Linked DNA regions of Ovis canadensis: region 2 is linked to region 1. The links are chromatin contacts, called in public Hi-C maps. All regions are on one chromosome and are shown on one strand. Each heading gives the region's core, a stretch centred on a gene start, on an enhancer-like site or on the middle of the called end of the contact. The rest is flanking DNA. Distances are from core to core; before and after follow the strand shown. Region 1 has its middle 14 kb from the start of C3H9orf50. Region 2 has its middle 10 kb from the start of IER5L.

Region 1 (6,264 bases), core at 1,605-4,104:
CCTGAGGCTGTTTACAGGGGAAGGTTGAGGCTTGGGGGGCTGCTTGGAGGTGGCAGCATGCATTGTCTCCGTGGAAGGGTTCGATGGCCTTCGGCAGGAGCCCCTGGAAGCTGCAGACCATCTGTCAGTTGGGGCATATTTGGGAGGGAATGACAACAGGACCCCAAAAGACAGGAATACGAGGGGATGGGAGGACACGGTGGGCTGGGATAAATGGCAGAGACAGAAGCAGTTGGAATGAGCAGTGGGCAGCTCCACGCGCAGGGAGGGTGTGTGTCTATCTCGGCTGGGGAAATGCTGGCCTTCCCCCTGCCTCGTCAACAGCCCTCCTGGGCCCCTGCCACTCCCCCCGCCCCCGCCAGCCCGTGCTAAGAGTGCCACCAGCCTTGACGCAAGGCCCACAGCATTCGCCTCCCTGCCCCGCCCCCTGGTCCTCTATGTCTGACCACACCTCTACCTCCCTGTCGTCACAAGGCCCAGGTGTCCTCCCAGTGCCCCAAACAGTGGGTTAGGTTCCTCCCCTGTGCCCCCAAAGCCCTGGGCCTCCCCACGTAGCATCTGTCACTGTGTCCTGCAATCGTCCACTTGAGTCCATGTCCCCAGCAGACTGTAGCCTCCGGACGGCAGGGCTGCACGTGTGGTGCCCACTGTGCGCTCAGGGCCCAACATGAGTGTGGCGCACAGTAGGTACTCAACGAACTGCCTGCAGATGAAAGGGAAAGAGCCCCTGGGACAGCTCATATCCCTGGAGTCCCGTGCAGGCAGGCTCTCTCGGGTTCTGGGTTCTGCGTCTCCGTGGCTCCACCCTGACACTCAGACTCCCACTGCCTCTCTGACCCTGCCTGGGGTCAGCACTCCCATCCCCCGCTTCCCCGTGGCCCACAGCCTCCCCGTGGGCCCAGCCCCGCCTTCTAGGGAATTCTTGAGACTCTAGCTCTCAGGACCCTTTGCTCCAGCCCTGTCACTAGCCAGTCTCCATAGCCTCCCCAAACGCCACCTTCCAATACATTTCTCCCGCCCTGGCCTTGCCGGGGTTCTCCCTGCCTCCCAGGGACCCCAGTGCTGGAGGACAGACCCCAGGGCAGGAAGGGGCTCCAGACCACCCTGCTTGCCCCCGGGGAGAGGAAGGCCCAGGATCCCATGTTGGCCTCTCTTCCTGCTGAATTTGAATCCTGACTCCAACACTTAAAAACAAAGTGACCTTGAGAAATCGATGAGCCTCTCTGGGTTTTGGTTTCCCAACAAGGAATGGTTGTGAGAGAAGGTCCAGGGTGGGGAGGTTGGTGGGGGGGGGGGTTGGGTTGGTGGTGGTGATGGTGAGGTGGAGGGGGTGGAGGGAGGGTGGCAGTGGGGGGAAGGGGCTCTGGTCTGGGACACATGTGGACCTGGCTCCAGTTCCAGCGGTAGGCACGGCCTGGACAAGACCCCGTAACTTCCCTGGGCCTCAGTTTCCTTATTTGCTAAGAAGATGCCCTCCAGGGGGTGAAGAGGCCCAGTGACGGGGGACCCCAGGAGAAAGGAGGGGTGCTTTTCCTGCTTCTCCCATCACCTCCTTCTGCGCTGGGTTGGGAGCGTTCCTCCCTCCCCACCAGCCTTCAAGCTAGCCGCAGCTCCGTGCGCCAGGCCTGGTTTGGCACAGGTCTACCCACAGCCCAGGCAGGCGGTCCAGGGTAGGGGGTGGAATGAGGTGGGTGCTACTATGGCTCAGATTGAGGAGGGCAGACAGGAACCGGAAGAGACCAGTGTGTGGGGTGGAGGGTGGCCCACCTGCCTTGCCCCACCCTCTGGAGATTCAGGGGATCTGCGGTTGTGGGAGCAAGAGGTGGAGGGGCGGCCAGCTCCAGCCACAGCTGCTTCCGGGGGGCCTTCCAGCCGTGCAGCTCCCTGGAGCCCAGGAGGGACTGGCCACGTGCCAGCCCTGAGTGGAAATGTACCAGCCAGAAGGACCCCGCTGGGGGCCCTGGGGAGGGGTCGCTCCCCTCCCTGAAGCAAGTCCCTCCCTCCCTCCCCCTTCTTAGTCACCCCACGTCCAAGCTCTGTGTGCAGAGGGGCAGGGGCCTGCTGGAAAGGTCTACAGAGGACTGCGGTGGGGGCTGCATCTGCGGCCTCCCAGGCAACAAGTGCACCCAGAAGGTGGGGGTGCGGTCGCTGGCAGATCCCCAACCGTGGGAGGGTATGTGGGTGTTCCGTTATGTGGGGTTTCTAACTGTGTGGTGTGGGTCTTGGGATGTGGTGCCTGTGTGTGTGATGTGTCTGTGCGTGTGCGATGCGTGTGTTTATGTGCATGTGTGTGTGTGTGTGTGTGTGCGCGCGCGCGCGCGCAGGCGCCTGTCCGCGGCTGTCCCCGTGTGTCCCTGCGTTTCTGCTGGCAGTGGCAGGAGGGGAGGCTCGGGGCCGCTCAAGGTCCTCTTGACACAGAATCCGTGTCTGTGGAGGAGGGAGACAGGAGAGAGGACGAGAACGCGGAGAGGGAAGGAAGAAATGGAAGGCTGGAGGGGGGCCCCGGGGGAGGAGGACGATGCGAGCGGAAGGGATGCGAGGCGGGGCGTGGCGGGGTGGGGGCGAGGAGCGGAGGGGTCCCCGACAAGCCGGGCTGCGGGACCCCGCGTGGCCGCCCGCCGGGTCCCCGCCGCCAGCTCTAGGGGTCCCCGACACCCCGACTCCTGCCCCCGTGCTCTGCACGCGGGACTCCATCTCCAGTGCTCGCGGCTGACCCCGTTGTTGCAAGCTTAAGCAGATTTTTTCTTTAACGACAAAAAACGAGAAAGAGTCGTTGGGGGAGGGGGTTGGGAGAGTCCCCCGGGGTCCCGGTCCGCGGTCCGGCGCGGAGAGCTTGCGCAGGGGGCAGGACGCCAGGCGCCAGCGCCGCGCGAGGGGAAAAGTTTCCGACCCTTGAGCAAGAGGCTGAGAAGTTTCGGCCGCGCCGGGCGGCGCCAAAGCCAGGCCAACACTGCCCCCGCGTGGGCGCGGCGCGGCGCTGCAGCCGGTGGCCTCCTTGGCGGGTTGCCGGGGGGGGGGGGGGGGGGGGGGGCGCGGTCCGCGGCGACTCTGCGGGGGGTACATACTGAGGCTCGGAGCCGGTGAGCTTGGCCTGCTCAAAGGCCAAGAGGAGGAGGTGTAGTAGAAGCAAGCCTCCTTTTGGAGTCGCAGGCTCTCCAGGAAACAGAACCACTGCTAGTGGAGTGGGAGGGCGTGCAAGTCAGGGAGTGGGGATGGGAGAGATTAAGTCATCCCAGGGATTGCAATCCCCCTGTGGTCCCATCCCCCACAGGGTTTGTAGATCCGTGACTTGAGAGTCCCTTAGTCTGCAAGGAGATCCAGCCAGTCCAGTCTAAAGGAAATCAGTCCTGGGTGTTCACTGGAAGGACTGATGCTGAAGCTGAAACTCCAATACTTTGGCCACCTGATGCGAAGAACTGATTCATTGGCAAAGACCCTGATGCTGGGAAACATTGAAGGCAGGAGGAGAAGGGGATGACAGAGGATGAGATGGTTGGATGGCATCACCGACTCAATGGACATGAGTCTAAGTAAACTCCGGGAGTTGGTGGTGGACAAGGAGGCCTGGTGTGCTGCAGTCCTTGGGGTCGCAAAGAGTCAGACAGGACTGAGAGACTGAACTGAACTGAACTGACCCCTTTGTGGAGGCAAAGCCTGTTCCAAACAGCACCCTCAACTTCTATTACCATATGTAAAATAGATAGCCAAGCGGGAATTTGCTGTCTGGCTCAGGAAACTCTAACAGGGGCTCTCTGTCAACCTAGAGGGGTGGGATGGGGAAGGAGGTGGGAGGGAGGTTCAAAAGGGAGGGGATACATGTATACTTATGGCTGATTCATGTTGACGTTTGACAGAAAACAGCAAAATTCTACAAAGCAATTATCCTTCAATTAATAAAAAAAGAAAGAAAACAGCGCCCTCCTCCATCCACAACCCATCCTGGTCCCACGAACCCCGCGGCCCGTCCAGCCCACATTCCATCCCTTCCTCCTCAGCAGTGCAGCCACTGGGTGTGGGTTCCGAGGCTGTTTCCTCGGTGGCCAGGAGGTGGCGAAAGAGACCTCGACGCTGGCCTTGGCGAGGGATTGGAGCCACAGCGCGGCTTCAGGAAGGAGAGGGGGTTGAACTCTGCCCAGTGGCGGGCATGCAGGTGCGTGGCAGGGCCAAACCTGGCACACAGGCAGAAAGAGGTGGCGCTGATGGGTCAGTGCAGCGTCAGGAGGACTCCAGGCGGTTCCTGCCACCTTGTCCTTCACCACCTCCTGATGTGAGTCCAAACACTCCACTCCCAGTACCACCCCCAGCCCCAACCAGGAGAGAAACATCTGGCCCCTGCCCACCCAGATGCTTGCCCTCCAGGGACCAGACAGTGAAAACCTGGCCTGGGGAAGGCTCCCTTCCGCCACAGTCTGGACGCCCTGCCCCTACCAGGGAGTCCCACAAGCAGCCTCTCCGTTCAGTCTCCAACTCTCCAAGCCCACGGACTGCAGCACACCAGGCTTCCCTGATCATCACCAACTCTCCGAGCTTGCTCAAACTCATATCCATCAAGTCGTTGATGGACCATTTCATCCAACCATCTCATCCTCTGTTGTTCCCTTCTCCTGCCTTCAATCTTTCCCAGCATCACGGTCTTTTCCAATGAGTCAGTTCTTTGCCTTAGGTGGCCAAAAGTATTGGAGCTTCAGCATCAGTCCTTCCAATGAATATTCAAGACTGATTTCCTTTAGGATTGACTGGTTTGATCTCCTTGCAGTCCAAGGGACTCTCAAGAGTCTTCCCACAGTTTACAAGTATCAATTCTTTGGCACTCAGCTTTCTTTATGATCCAACTGACTACTGGAAAAACCACAGCTTTGACTATACAGAACTTTGTCAGTAAAGTAATGTCTCTGCTTTTTAATATGTGTCTAGGTTTGTCATAGCTTTTCTTCCAAGGAGCAAGCGTCTTTTAACTTCATGGCTGCAGTCACCATCTGCAGTGATTTTGAAGCCCAGGAAAATAAAATCTCTCACTGTTTCCATTATTTTCCCATCTATTTGTCATGAAATGATGGGACTGGATGCCATGATCTTAGTTTTTTTGAATGTTGAGTTTTAAAGCAGTTTTTTCACTCTCCTCCTTCACTTTCATCAAGAGGCTCTTTAGTTCCTCTTCACTTTCTGCCGGCAATGCTTAGCAACCCCCTATCCCAAAGCTGGAGAAGGAAATGGCAACCCACTCTAGTATTCTTGCCTGGAAAATTCCATGGACTGAGGAGCCTGATGGGCTACAGTCCATGGGGTCGCAAAGAGTCAGACAAAACTGAGCGACTTCAATTCACTTCACTTTCTGCCATAAGGGTAGTGTCATCTGCATATCTGAGGTTATTGATATTTCTCCCGGCAATCTTTGATTCCAGCTTGTGCTTCATCCAGCCCAGCATTTCACATGATGTACTCTGCATATAAGTTACATAAGCAGAGTGACAATATATAGCATTCACATACTCCCTTCCCAGTTTTGAACAGTTTAAACTATTGCTTCTTGATCTGCATACAGATGTCCTAGGTGGCAGGTAAAGAGGTCTGCTATTCCCATCTCTTTAAGAATTTTCCACAGCTTGTTGTGATTCACACAGTCAAAGGCTTTAGTGTAGTTGATGAAGCAGATGTTTTTCTGGAATTCTCTTGCTTTTTTCTATGATCCAACGGATGTTGGCAATTTGATTACTGGTTCCTCTGCCTTTTCTAAATCCAACTTGAACATCTAAAAGTTCTTGGTTAATGTACTTTTGAAGCCTGGCTTGGAGAATTTTGAGCATTACTTTATTAGCGTGTGAGATGAGTGCAATTGTGCGGTAGTTTGAGCATTCTTTTGCATTGCCTTTCTTTGGGATTGAAATGAAAACTGACCTTTTCCAGTCCTGTGGCCACTGCTGAGTTTTCCAAGTTTGCTGGCATATTGAGTGCAGCACTTTCACAGCATCATCCTTTAGGATTTGAAATAGCTCAGTTCAAATTCCATCGCCTCCACTAGCCTTGTTCATAATTATGCTTCCTAAGGCCCGTTTGACTTAGCATTCCAGGATGTCTGGCTCTAGGTGAGTGATCACACCATTGTGGTCATCTGGGTCATTAAGATCTTTTTTGTATAGTTCTTCTTGTATTCTTGCCACCTCTTCTTAATATCTTCTGCTTCAGTTACGTCCATATCATTTCTGTCCTTTATTGTGCCCATCTTTGCATGAAATGTTCCCTTGGTATCTCTCATTTTCTTAAAGA
Region 2 (6,121 bases), core at 1,311-3,810, 390 kb before region 1:
TGTTTTGGGTCTGTGCAGCTTACTGAATGATGGTGCCATTGATGGAATGGGAAAGACCCACGGAGTAGGTGTTGGGGGTGGTTCTCAGGGGTTTGGGTTCTGAGATGCCCGGTGCCCCAAGAAGAGAAGTCACACAGGGCTGGGACCTCTGGGTTGCATTCGGGATAAAGGTCCCAGCTGGAGATGGAGTTTTCAGCAGGTCGATGGGACTGAATGAGTTTCGCTGGGAGAATGTGACAGGAAAGAGAAGGGGGCCAAGGTCTGAGTCCAGAGCCTCCCCTCATTTCAAGGAAGAGGAGAAAGTGAAAGTGTTAGTCGCTCAGTCGTGTCCGACTCTTTGCTACCCCATGGACTGTAGCCCGCCAGGCTCCTGTCCATGGGGATTCTCCAGGCAAGAATGCTGGAGTGGGTTGCCATTTGGGCTCCACAAAGGAGACTGGGCAGTTACGAGCCAGGAGAGTAGAACTAAATTGCACTCTGCCCAGCTGATATTTTGGGGGTTTTGTTTTTCACGCTAAGCAAGACAGGTGAGAGGACGGATATCAGGGATTGGTAGCTGTGCAGCCATCATTCCTCTGGGAATAGAATCCCTCTTCCCTATGGAGAACCTATGGAAAGGGGCTGAAGTGGGCTGACCAATCCCCTTAATCTTAGAGATGGACACATGCCCAGACCTGGCCAATCAGAGGGCTCCTGGCTCCCCATCAGCTGTGATTGGTTCAGGGATGAGCACCTGACCCAGACTGCGCCAATGAGTGGCATCCCTGGTACTTCCTGTTGGAGCCATGGGAAGATGCCCCTTCTGCCAAAGTTGCTAAGCTGGGGAAAAGTTATCCTGGGGCTGCTAATGGAAGGGCCAGTGGTGTAATTGTGGGCCCAGTGCAAAATACATATGCAGGATCCCCTGCTCAAAAAGCAAGAAAAAGTACCACTAGCAGTAGCTAGAACACTTTTCCTTCCTTCCACAGGCTCTCAACTTGTTGTGGTGGCTTTTTTTTTTTTCTATCTGCTATGTCATTCTCGGGGAAGGCACTGGCACCCCACTCCAGTACTCTTGCCTGAGAATCCCATGGACGGAGGAGCCTGGTGGGCTGCAGTCCATGGGGTCGCTCAGAGTCAGACACGACTGAGCGACTTCACTTTCACTTTTCACTTTCATGCACTGGAGAAGGAAATGGCAACCCACTCCAGTGTTCTTGCCTGGAGAATCCCAGGGACGGCAGAGCCTGGTGGGCTGCTGTCTATGGGGTCGCACAGAGTTGGACATGACTGAAGTGACTTAGCAGCAGCAGCATGTCATTCTAAGTAAGGAAAGAATAAAAATGTTAAGTGATTAGCATGAATTTTTACCATTCATCTTCATACTGTGCAATACCAGTTTAAAATGCAAATATTAGAGCAGTTAATTCGTGTAACACAAGTTACACAATTTGTATTTTGTGGCTAGTCCTTGATGGTACCTTGACATGGCCGGAAAAGACAGATACAAACCAGATTCAAGAAGGTTATGGGAGGAGAGAGGGCTTCCTTGGTGGCTCAGATGGTAAAGAATCCGCCTGCAATGCAGGAGACCCAAGTTTGATCCCTGGGTTGGGAAGATCCCCTGGAGAAGGGAATGGCTACCCACTCCAGTATTCTTGCCTGGAGAATCCCGTGGACAGAGGAGCCTGATGGGCTACAGTCCCCGGGGTTGCAGAGTTGGACACGACTGAGCAACTAACACACACGCACACACATAGGAGGAGAGGATCCCCCAGGCCAGGGGAGTGGCTGAGGGGATATTGCAGAACCTCGCAGACATCCCTCCACCAGGCCATGCGTGACGTGTGTGTTTCCTGCCTCTCTTGGGCCTGACAGTTACTGAATTACTCCTTCCACCAACCAGCAGGCTGATGTGCTGAGTTCTGATCAGAGCTTGGATCTAGGCACCACCCCCACAACATGACTCATCTCAACCTCCAGCAGAGGGATGACCTCCCCCCCACCCCCCCACTACACACACACTTCAGTCCCTGGATAGAGGGTAGGTAAGAGGCTCGCCTCCTCCTAGTCACAGTCTCTGGTTGGTTTCTAGATGGGTCTTGGTGCTTCCAACCCAGGGTAGCAAGCACTGTCACCATGCCCTGTGGCGCTGCTGGGCATGTAGCCTGACCCCAACCTCCCTGTCTGTTCCCAGGGTGAAGGGGAGCAGTGGTCACATGAGAGGGGATGCCAGGCAGGGCCAGGGGCCAGAGATAGGGGAGTCAGGGGCAGAGAACCTCTTCCAGGGAGGCAAGGAGGTACCAGGAGGCAGGATGGCAAGGGAGTTGAAATTTCAAGCCCTCAGCTCATGGTTCATTGTCTCATCACATTTCACTTGCAAAACGCAGATTCAAAGTCAAAATGATTATGGCTTTCAGGACGGCATAAATGTTAAGCCCCATCAGGACAGCAGGGCGTGACACCCCAGGCCTGGAGTCTTTTGAACGTGGGACCCTGGTGGTGACTGTACTGGTCATGTGCTGGTGGAGCTGGCCCTGGCTGGTGGCACTCTTGCTCACGCCCCAGAGAAAACCCAAGAAAAGGCCAAAAAGAGACAGGAAATGCCAAGAGACTGTGAGTGAGCCCTGGTGACATCATGTGAGCCTCTGGGTCCAGCTGTGCCTGGAGCTAAAACAAGATGGACTTTCCAGTTCCTGAGCCAGTGACTTTTTTTTCGCTTCAGTTAGCTTCGATTGAGTTTCTGAGGCCTGCATAAGGGGGGACCTGCAGAGGAGAGGATCCAGGCCTGAGAATCTGGTTACCTGGACTTCTTGCTTGGCTTAAAGCGTTTGGAACTGTCCATCCATCCAGATGGTTAGATGGCATCACTGACTCAGTGGACATGAGTCTGAGCAAACTCCCGGAGACAGTGAAGGATAGGGAAGCCTAGCGTGCTGCAGTCCATGGGTCGCAAAAGAGTCAGACAGGACTGATCAGCACAATCCCCAAAATGCCTGTGAGTCACGCAGAGATCTGACTGCCCCCTCCCCGAATGGACATGTTCTGTTCTCGGCCGGGTCCTTTATCTGAGTTAGACGGCCCATTCTTTGTCCCAACAAAGGGAAGCTTTATTCCTCAGGGTTCCAACCTTCCTCAGGCTGGTTGACGTGGGTGTCAAAGGAGACCCTCACGTTCCCCCCTGGGGTGAGGGATGTATGTGTGTGTGTGTGTGTGTGTGTGTGTGTGGCCTGGAGGGTGTCTGGGAGCCAGGGAAGGAAAGTGAGAAAGGCTCTAGGGAGTGTTTAAGAAACATCAGGAAATGATTGGGTTGGCGGGGGCAGAGTGGGGGAGGAGTTAGAGACCCAAGGGTTGGGGGTGGGGAAGGGGTTGACTGGGGGAGGGTGAGCAGATCATCCCTCACCCACTATTTCTCCTTTAACCCGCTCCCTGAACCCATCCCTTTGTTCATTCCATCACCAAGCCTACATCCTGAATGAAGTCGTTAAACCTGCACCGAGTGACTGTTGACTGTCAGGTGTAGCCAGGCCTCGAAGGTATCCAGACACCTCACTGGAGGTTAACCTCTTTGAAGACACACGTGCCAATTTGTGGAAAGACCCAGAAAAATCCACCAGAGTTTAACTCGCCTTCTGCAGTCCCAGCAGTGAAAAGATCTTGACTGAGTCTCTCTGGATAAAGGTGCATCTTGTTACTTCTTAGGTAATCAGTTTTGTTCAACAGGAGTCAGTAGAAAAAGTGTCCTGCGTTTTGCAGAGGGCGTGTATTGTCTGAGCGGAGCTGACCAGTGATGATATCGCAACTCTGGTTTATTGGGCGCTGGCTGTATGGCAGGCGCGGGGCTGTAGAAGGCTCACAGCATAGGTGGGTGCTCACAAGCATCCTCACTGTGCAGACAAGGGTTTGGAGACTTGAAAAAGGGCCTCGAAGAGCCTAGTGTCACCTAGAAAGTGGCAAAGCCCCGTGTGTAACCAGGTCGGTGTGGCTCCAGTGGCTGAACTTAGAACGACAAGTCCCGCCTTTGGACAGGCCCCCCTCTTGGGGAGGTGGCCCCAGGAAGCCCTCTGGTGCTTGGTCCTTGCATGCTGGTCCACATTCTCTCATTTGATATTACTAACTTCCAGGGAGGGGATGTCTCACAGGAAACTGGTGTATTGCCCTAGGACACCCCTCCCACCCTCCTCCGTCCATTGGAAAGAAGGACAAAGCTCAGCCTCTCCGGATCACCAGGCAAACTGGTTGGAACAGCTGCCCCAGACTGTTGTTATACTGGTTTATCCCCTCCTTCTGTCCCCCCCACCCCCTCCCCACCATTGCCCTGGGGGAAGGCAGGAATTTTCTATAACACCAATAATCACTCCCATTTCTTGAGTGCTTGCTGTGTGCCAGGTGTTCCAAGAAGCCCCTTCTTGGGTGACAGCTGAATCCTCCCATCCCTGCCTTCCTCTGGTCCCACCTCCTGCCACTCTGCCCGTGGCCCTCTGCCTCTTGAGAGCCATCTTCCAGTTCCAACATGCCAATGAGTTCCTGTGTTTAGTCCCTCTGCCTGGAATGCTCTTCCCTCATTGTTCACCCAGCTAGTGTGGTAGAGATTTCTAGGGGTCACCCATCGGCACTTCACTTCTCTTTCCCAGGCCCCTTGCAGTTAGGCGGGGTCATGGGGCTAATTCTGGCCAATGGGCTGTGAGCGTTAAGTGAGGAGAATTCCTTCCCTTGCAGAATAATCCAACTCTTGAATCGCTGCTGAGCCACTGTGTGGGGGGAAGCATCCCGGAGAGTTGTCCCATTCGGCTGGCCTTTGCATGGTCAAGAAATTAATCTAAGTTGTGTTGAACTGCTGAGATTGGGGGATTAATGTGTTACCGCAGCAGAGCTTATCCTATACTGACTAATACAGCTGATCTATTCAGATCTCAGCTCATGTATCGCCCTCTCCGATCACCAGATTTAAAGTGATGCTGCCAGCTCTTCACTGTTTCATTTTCCCACAACACTCATCTCAGCGTTCAGTGGTTCACTTACTTATTGTCTGTCTCTCCATTAGCACATAAGCTCCATAAAAGCAGGGTGCTTCTCTGCCTTGTTCATGCCACATCCTCAGTGCCTAGCACAAGGCCTGGCATATACAGGTACTCAATATATTTGAATGAATGGGTGAGTACATGCATTTCTTGAATGAGTCAGTGACAGAGGCAGGTGGCCATTCTCGTGCGTAGATGTGGAGTCTGATCTTGCCACCAGCGGTTTTCTTACTGTGATTAGACATCAGAAGGCTGGAAGCAATGGTTCTTTTGTCTATATTTGGAGTGTCAACATTGGATTCAGACCTTCCTTGTCTCCTCCCACTCTATCCCTTCAGACCTGGGAATGTGGGCCGGCTAGGAAAACAACTCATCCCAGGTCCCAAGCCAAGCCTATGGCCAAGCCAGAGTCTGCCCCTGGGTTTCCAGACTCCTAGTCCACAGACCTTTGTGCTGAGCTTTGCCACTTTGTCTTTAGTTTCAGCTTAAGTCACTGAAGACACTTCCTGAGCCTTTCCCTCTTAACTACCCACCTGGCCAGGTAATCTAGCAAAATTCTGAGCAAAACATTCTGTGATGATTGATGGGAAGGATGGGGCAGAGTTGGGACAGGGGTCAGAGGTGAGGACAAGCAAGGCTCCCTCCAGAATGCCTCTCTGGGGTTTGTCTTTTTGTCTCACAGTCTCTTGGCAGAGGCAGAATGCGGCATGCTAAATTCTGGGGAGCCAAGGCCTCTTGGTCGAGAGCTCTGTTCTCAGGGGTTGAGCCTGCCTCAGAAAGGTTGAATAGCCCTGCTCCCTGCACTCTGCTCTGTAGCATGCTGAACACTGGTGATAGCACCTGTCACATCACATTTTTTTCCTCTGAAAAATGTGGCGTTAATTTTTTTCTTCTAAATATAAAAGTGATACATGCTCATTGTAGAAAATTTGGAAAACACAGAAATGTGCAATGGTGAAGCAAAGGTCATCTGTATTCTCTCCACCTTTCAACTGTTGCAGTATTTTCCAGCTTCTGTTCCGTTGGTTTCGTCTGCACATGTGATCGATAATGTTACCTGTTCCCCAGATGTCCCTGGGCCCTGCCAGCTGGGGGTGTACAGGCGGGCATGTTAATTTCAG

The links. Hi-C and Micro-C count contacts between places; a contact is called where the count stands out from the background.
Region 2: a contact with region 1 is called in a Hi-C map of lung, with 3 times the contacts expected there. The contact joins two enhancer-like sites. A contact is called at or near these places in 2 of 2 Hi-C or Micro-C datasets (fibroblasts and lung).

What each region holds. Positions count from the first base shown.
Region 1 is chr3:6,925,616-6,931,879 of ARS-UI_OviCan_v2, reverse strand. No RefSeq gene overlaps it. Among named protein-coding and RNA genes, the nearest start is that of C3H9orf50, 14 kb to the right of the region's middle. Within about 2 kb of position 2,854, the one cell type or tissue checked has open chromatin away from gene starts, as enhancers often do. A contact at or near this core is called in fibroblasts, where this site is marked.
Region 2 is chr3:7,319,875-7,325,995 of ARS-UI_OviCan_v2, reverse strand. No RefSeq gene overlaps it. Among named protein-coding and RNA genes, the nearest start is that of IER5L, 10 kb to the right of the region's middle. Within about 2 kb of position 2,560, the one cell type or tissue checked has open chromatin away from gene starts, as enhancers often do. A contact at or near this core is called in fibroblasts, where this site is marked.